2 separate regions of the Sus scrofa genome follow, and region 1 is linked to region 2. The links are chromatin contacts, called in public HiChIP or PLAC-seq maps. All regions are on one chromosome and are shown on one strand. The core of a region is the stretch at or near the end of the contact, and the rest is flanking DNA. Distances in the headings are between cores, read along the strand shown. Region 1 overlaps ZFAT (zinc finger protein ZFAT). Region 2 has its middle 27 kb from the start of MIR30D.

Evidence for each region. HiChIP or PLAC-seq counts read pairs in DNA pulled down with a chosen protein or histone mark.
Region 1: a contact with region 2 is called in an H3K27ac HiChIP or PLAC-seq map of skeletal muscle. The contact joins two enhancer-like sites. A contact is called at or near these places in 2 of 5 promoter capture datasets (fetal liver and liver), 22 of 47 Hi-C or Micro-C datasets (brain, embryonic fibroblasts, epiblast stem cells and 11 more) and 2 of 2 datasets of contacts at active chromatin or transcription factors (alveolar macrophages and skeletal muscle).

Annotation. Positions count from the first base shown.
Region 1 is chr4:7,000,981-7,004,409 of Sscrofa11.1, reverse strand. It overlaps ZFAT (zinc finger protein ZFAT), which reads right to left. Exons shown (of 19, transcript XM_021088873.1): 3 at 1,431-1,648. Among named protein-coding and RNA genes, the nearest start is that of ZFAT, 33 kb to the right of the region's middle. Within about 2 kb of position 1,434, at least 35 of the 83 cell types and tissues checked have an H3K27ac peak or open chromatin away from gene starts, as enhancers often do. A contact at or near this core is called in fetal liver, liver, omental adipose tissue and 2 more, where this site is marked.
Region 2 is chr4:6,919,485-6,923,034 of Sscrofa11.1, reverse strand. No RefSeq gene overlaps it. Among named protein-coding and RNA genes, the nearest start is that of MIR30D, 27 kb to the left of the region's middle. Within about 2 kb of position 1,979, at least 77 of the 83 cell types and tissues checked have an H3K27ac peak or open chromatin away from gene starts, as enhancers often do. A contact at or near this core is called in fetal liver, liver, omental adipose tissue and 2 more, where this site is marked.

The sequences.
Region 1 (3,429 bases), core at 185-2,684, 82 kb before region 2:
CACGTTGCTGTGAGCTGTGATGTAGGCCACAGGCGTGGCTCTAAAAGCAAAAAAAAAAAAAAAAAAAAAAAAAAAAAGCGGAGTTCCCGTCGTGGCGCAGTGGTTAACGAATCCGACTAGCAACCATGAGGTTGCGGGTTCGGTCCCTGCCCTTGCTCAGTGGGTTAACGATCCGGCGTTGCCGTGAGCTGTGGTGTAGATTGCAGACGCGGCTCGGATCCTGCGTTGCTGTGGCTCTGGCGTAGGCCGGTGGCTACAGCTCCGATTCAACCCCTAGCCTGGGAACCTCCCCATATGCCGCGGGAGCGGCCCAAGAAATAGCAACAACAACAACAACAACAACAACAAAAAGACAAAAGACAAAAGACAAAAAAAAAAAAAAAAAAAAAAAAAGCATGTAGGCTTAATAAACATTTGGTCTGTGAGATGCACTAGGAAAATGAGACCCCTGCAGAAAACCTTTCAGAGAGCTCACTCTTGTTATAAATGCGAGAAAGGCAGGTGGGGCCCCAGGGGCAGCTTCCTGCCTCTGGAGGCTCTTCAGAGACTCTGCCACGAAGCTGCTTTCCATGTCCAGGCCCCAGACGTGGAGTCTCTGCCCAGCCAAGAGCATGCTCTGTGTCTGCTCTGAGTTGCCCCCATATCACACCGCTCCCTGCACTTCAGGCTGCTCTCAAGTGCCCTTGTGATTAGCCTTTACTCTTAGGAAAGAAGTTTTCATGAACTTGCTGCTTCGCTAGGGTGTCTGTCTGCTACACGTACCCTGTATCTATCAGCTACTTTCTTTCTGTAGCTTGTCTATATAATAAATGCATATAGACACCCACATAGATACACATATACACAGATACTCAGCCACAGCATCCTAGAAACATTTATAAAGAAACCATTATATGCCAGACCCCGCGAAGGAAGCTGGTCCTTGTCCTCAGGAAGCTCATCCTATCAACGGAAAGATAATCATGTGAGAAAAATAACTACCGTCGGAGGTCCACACGTACTGCGTGGGAAGCACAGGAAGAGAGGGGCGGGCCTGGGGCCAGGAGAGCACAGGAGGGAGCAGCTAAACCCTCCCCCAGAACTAGGGCAACAGCTCAGAGGTGAAACCTGAACCAGTCTGGAAGAACAAGTGGGTATTTGACCAGAGGGGCGGGGCATTGCTGACAGAGGGCACCACCTGGGCAAAGGTGTTGTTGGGGCTGGGGGAGAAGCTGGTGGCTCTGGGAGCTGGCAGGCAGCGATTGCCTGGGCAGAGAGACATTTTCCATCTGAGAAAGGGCTGAACTTGGGCAGCCGCTTAGTCCGGGGCATTAGGGTTGGTGGGAGGGAAGCTGAAACTTAATCCTCTTATCAGATCAGCATAGCCCAGTCCTGCCTCCCTCCCCGCTCCTGTCAGCAACTCAGCACAGGGTGGGGGGGACCACACCCACCATTTGTCCTGCGCTGGAGGGAGCTGGCAGAAGTGAAGTCACATGGGTACAAGTGTGTGCTTGTCACCTGTTCCTACTCCATGATTTATTAGGGTCGGCTGTCCGATTTGTGCCTCTTCCTAGATAAACTTCAGCGTCATCGTCCCGTGTCAGGGCTGGAAGGAGTTGGGAGCAGTTTTCATCCCAGTCCATGGCTTTGGGGAGGGTAAATGAACATCCTGAAATTATACAAAATTGTGTTAGCACGACACGTTTTTCCTCGGGGAAGGTCTTCAGCTTTTATCAGGGCCTTAAAGGGGCCTGAGACCTTTGCATTGGGAGGAACAACCACATAAAACCTCCTGAGAGCCATGAACGCGTTTCCCCAAGCACAGAATTACAGTGAGAAGCAGCACCGAGACCAGCGAGGGCCTTGGACAGTCAGTGGATCTGACTCTATGTCCAATCAAAGAAATATGTATTCCAAAAAAAACCCACTAAATTCAAAATAAAACAAACATGGTGATCTTTGACAATGCTTGAGGACGTTAGTGTAACCATCAGAATAGCAGGACTACGTGGTTTTTCCATTAGCATTTCTGTTTCCATGTTTTATTATCTTTACACTTTTTTAGGGCTGGACTCATGGCATATGGAGGTTCCCCGGCTAGGGGTTGAATTGGAGCTGCAGCTGCCAGCCTCCACCACAGCCACAGCAATGCTGTATCTGAGCTGTGTCTTTGACCTACACCACAGCTCACGGCAACACCGGATCCTTAACCCCCTGAGCGAGGCCAGGGATAGAACTCACATCCTCATGGATACTAGTTGGGTCCATTGCCGCTGAACCACAATGGGAGCTCCTATCTTTTTACTCCTTAAGGGGTTTCCTCTGGGCCCCTAATCTGCAAATGAAATATTGAGGGAGCAGAGCAACCTGAGGGGAGTGGGGTTTTGTTTGTTCGTTTGCTATAAAATAAATCAATAAATCCCTCAGGAAGCCTGTAACAGAGATTAAATGCATGACATGTCACGCCATCACCATTAAAGTAAAGCTGATCTCATGATCCCAAGGGAGTAAAACATGTTTTTCACTGGGTTCAGGGTTAGGCAAAATAAAACATGAGTCAGAATTTTTAAAAAGTAAAAATAACAACAAAATGTTACGGATGCCAACGGCAAGTCTGTCCCGGATATGTGCACTTGAGAACCTTCTTAGAAGGCAGAGCATCGGCCTCAGGAGGTATGCAGAGACGGCTAAGGGCCAGCCTCCAGGCTGAGTCAGAAACCAGCATCTCAGGCAGCTCAGAAGCAGGCTGGGGAGCAGGGACCAGGGCTCTGCTGGCCCCCGATGTCAGAACTCAAGTTCATTCACAGGGTCACGGAGGGGAGAGAGAAGACCGTGACCCTCAAATCCTATCCTAGGAATTGTCTACAAGATCAGTGAGTGGGTTTCAATCTTGCTCTATTTAAAAAAATTTTGTAAATATTCAATTAAATTTATTTATTTATTTATTTTTGGCCGCCCTGTGGCATATGGAGTTCCCAGGCCAGGGATCAGATCTGAGCCACAGTTGGGACCTAAGCTGCAGCTGCAGCAATGCGGGCTATTTAACTCACTGCGCTGGGCCAGGGATCAAACCTGCGTCCCAGCGCTCCCAAGATGCCACTGATCATTGCGCCATAGCCGGAACGCCTACCCTGCTTACTTTACATCTTGCCAATTATTCCAAGCAAAGAATGCAATTCCTTCAGGATAAAGACAAAAAAAAACAAACAAACCCAAAACAACCAACCCAGTGTTTGGTGCAAGGAAATCACTCTGCATTGTGTGGCTGTTCGGGTCTCTTGGTCGACCTGTTACTGTCAATCCCGGTTCATTCGCCCCCACGACAGACCAAGGCTCAGGGTCATCTTGCATGATCATCATTCCTCCAGTCTAGTGCTGCTTTTCTCTCAGTTTCCTATCAACATAGCCAACGAAAGCATCTCACGAGCATCAGTAAGGAACACAAACAGG
Region 2 (3,550 bases), core at 730-3,229:
GTATATATTACAGATTACTTATACATTACATATTATAGTTTATGTTTTAAGTCTTAACATTCAAGTACCCCATTACAGGATTCTGTAAAGACATGTGTCAGCAATAGCCAGATATAAAAGGGGGCATCACAGGACACAACCAGGTACAAAAACTGCTGCACAGAAAGAATTAACAAAGTGCCAGACTGAAGACTCCCCCCTTACATCTTGTACTGAAAATCTATGGTACCCTGGGTACATGCTACAAAGACTCAATTTCAAAGTGAGAGTTGTCTGTTGACAGAACTTTTTGAAAATGACAAATAGCCAAAGATCCATAAACAACAGAAGAGGCAACCCTCACATCAGAAATGCTTAGGTAAGGAGTAAGTCTGTTATCTGCTGAGGCTGCCAGTTAACATGAAATTCACCAAGTGTCCTGGTGTCCCCTTACTCTTTACCAAAGACTCCAGACACTTCCTCCACTGTCACAATCCTGCACCTTTCACAACCGGAAGTTTTCTTGGATGAGATTTAACCTCTAAACACATCACCTTGGTATAATCTGTTTAAACTAGACATACTCAAAAAATTCCTTATCGTCTGAAACGACTATTATTTAAAATTTCCAAATAACTGTCAAATATAAAAAAGACATCTGTCAGAGCTAGCACCTGAGAAGTTAAAAGCGATTCAGTGGAGAGCAGTTCAACTATGGGTAATTCATTCTAACGTTTGCTAAACAGACTGCATGCATTATAACAGTGGAAAACGAAAGAGGGGGGAAAAAATCGGCAGAAGCACTGGTTATTCACAACCAGCGAGTCCTGGGCTGAGAGCAGTCTTCCAAGTTACTTCCAGAGAAGCTCCTGATTGGTGGGCGGCCCTGGGTCAATGTGATTACTTAACCCTGGCAGTTATAACTAAACTCCACTTTGACGGGCTCCAAAGCTTATTACAAAAAGACGACTGCTTGAGCATATCAAGTACCTCGGTGTCCTGCTTCTATTTTTCTCCCACAGAACCCGGAGCCTGACACCTGAAACTCATCAGACAAAAACATTACCTCGTTTCGGGGCTTTAGAGTTTTGTATTTATTACTCTGCAAGTCCACTGGGCATAGATTCAGTTGGGGGGTGGCGGTGTGAAAGATTAACCCATTTCCTGCATACACAGGGAAGAACTCATGACCATTCAAGCAGTTCCCTCTCTTCCAAGTAACTTTTTTTTTTTTTTAAATCATTTAGTCCAAAAATAACCATAAGCAACAAACATTAAACACTGGCATGGCAACGTTCGCACACCATGCCCTAGTGCTACCCACAGGCAGATGTGTTCAAGTCTGGGTCCCCCCAGGAGGGTCCTCTAGGTCCTTCTTCCTTTCGGGGGCCAGCCAGGCTTCCCCCGAGTTTTTCTGTAAAATCCGCCGCTTTCGCTGGCCCGGGCAAAAGCAGGGCGCCTAGTCCCCCGGGCAGAGTTTCTCCCAACTGCCCAGCAAGCACGTCGTGAGAGCTTCCAGCGGGCCCCCCGCGCGCACCTGGCCCGGCCCCCGCCCCCTCCCCGCGCTGTCCCAAGCCCCAGAGAGGGGCCCACCTGCCTCTCGTCGCCTGTCCCACGCCCGAGTCGCCCAGCCAACTCCTGCCTGGCGGCTGCACTCACGCCTGCCCCGAGCCCCCCACCACTGCGGGGACCGACCCTGAGGGGCAGGGGCGCCCAAAGGGGCCCCGGAACAGGCTGACCCCGCGACGCCCCCCAGAGGCCGGGTCCCGCGCGCCTGTCAGCGCCCCCGGAAGGGGTCAAGCAAGGGGCTGAGCTCGCCAGGTGCCCTCTCCGCTCCTGACACCCTCGCCCCGCCACCGCACTCACCTGGGGGGCTCTAGCCGAGGGGCCAGGCGAGGGGGTCTGGGGTCGCGCCAGGAGGCCGCCAGCCAGCCGCGGCCCCCACCCTCCCGCGCCCGCTCGGGCCGGCGCGCGCCCCGGGCCCGACGCGCGCCTGGAGCGCCGAGGGGGAGGGGGCGCGTGGACGCGCGAGCACCGGGGGGGAGGGGGCGCGGGAGGCGGGGGTAGGGGGCGCGACGAGAGCCGCGGCTCGGCAGCGGCGGCGGCGGCGGAGAGAAAGCGGCCTCAGCCCCGTCCGTCATGGCGCGCGGCGGCGGCGGCGGCGGCGGCGGCAGCGGCGTCGGCTCCCTCTGGCCTCCCGGCTCCCTCGCCTTTAGTTTGACCTTTCCCTCCAGTGTGTCTGAGGGAGAGCGGCGGTGCACGCGCGGGTGCATGTAGCTCTGTATGTGCGCGCGCGCGCGTGGGGAAGGGGCTGGGTTCGCTCGCCGACGCCTGACGTCACTGCCATGGCAACGGGAGCCCCGCCCTTCGCCCCCCGCTTCCTGCCCCTCCTTCTGTGCACGTTCTGGGGCCTCACGTGCTCACCCACACGCACGCACGCACGCACGCTCGGAGCGCGCGCACCCAGAGCGTTACGTGGGGGGGGGAGGGTGGAGGGATCGTCTGGGTCTCCTTGTCGCCTCCCTGAGATCGACCAATCCAGTGAGGAGAAGCGGTGGGCGGGGCGGGCTCGGCTGCCAGAGTGGCGTGAAAAATTTCCCAAGGCAGAGCGAAAATTCTTCCTGACCAATTGAGCGTGCGCAGAGCGAAAAGGGGCGCGTTGCTTGGGAGTTTCGGTGGGAGGAAAGGGGGCGATTCGGTTTTCGAGAGAAGGGAGTCCTGGCCAGTGGTAAAGGGAGGTTAACTGGTATACGAACTGGGATTGCGTGGTGATAGAGTCAGGGAACCCCGGATTGCAGTCTGGCTCAGCCTATTTGCTGTGTGACCTTCGATGAGTTACTTAAACACTCTGAATATCTTGGGTAAAATGGGGCTAGCAAAATCTACCATGGTGGTTGTGAGAATTAAAAGAGAATGTGAAAACCACTTCACCTGACATAGACCCTAGATATTAATACGGAGCCCACAACCTCCATATTTTACAAACGGGGACACAGGACGCAGGGAGATTGAGATTAAGTGATATGCTCAATGTCAGGTAATGGTGAAGACCCAGACTCTTTCCTACATAGCCTTCCTTTAGAGGGGGAAAAACACCACAGAAGAACGTGTAAAGAGCTTCTTTTGTTCTCCGTGGATCTGTTTTTAATCCACACCACCCCCTTCCCATCTCCCAAAAGGTTTAGAACTCTGGACGTAGGGGCTGGACTGCCTTGGTGCAGTTTTGGATGGCAGTTGTTTGGTTCTCAGTTTGACCCCGAACAGCCAACGGAATGGTGCTTTCCTTAGCTCCCTTGGGGAGCCTAAGTTTCTTCTAAGGTTTTGGTGAAAGTGTAAACAGTACCAAGGAGCTCCAGGTCCTCCACAATTTCTAGCTACCTGAGGAAAGATTAACTCCGTTAACCAACATTTACTCAGCGTCCACAGCCCACAAAAGGCTCAGCTGTGCAGGCACCTTAAGTTTCGGACCCACTGTTCACCTCATCATTCCTTAAACTTGTGCTTCTAGTCCTTTCCTCTGACTTAGCACTTAATCACTTACTGCCTCATGTTAGTTCTAAAAGTATGTAGT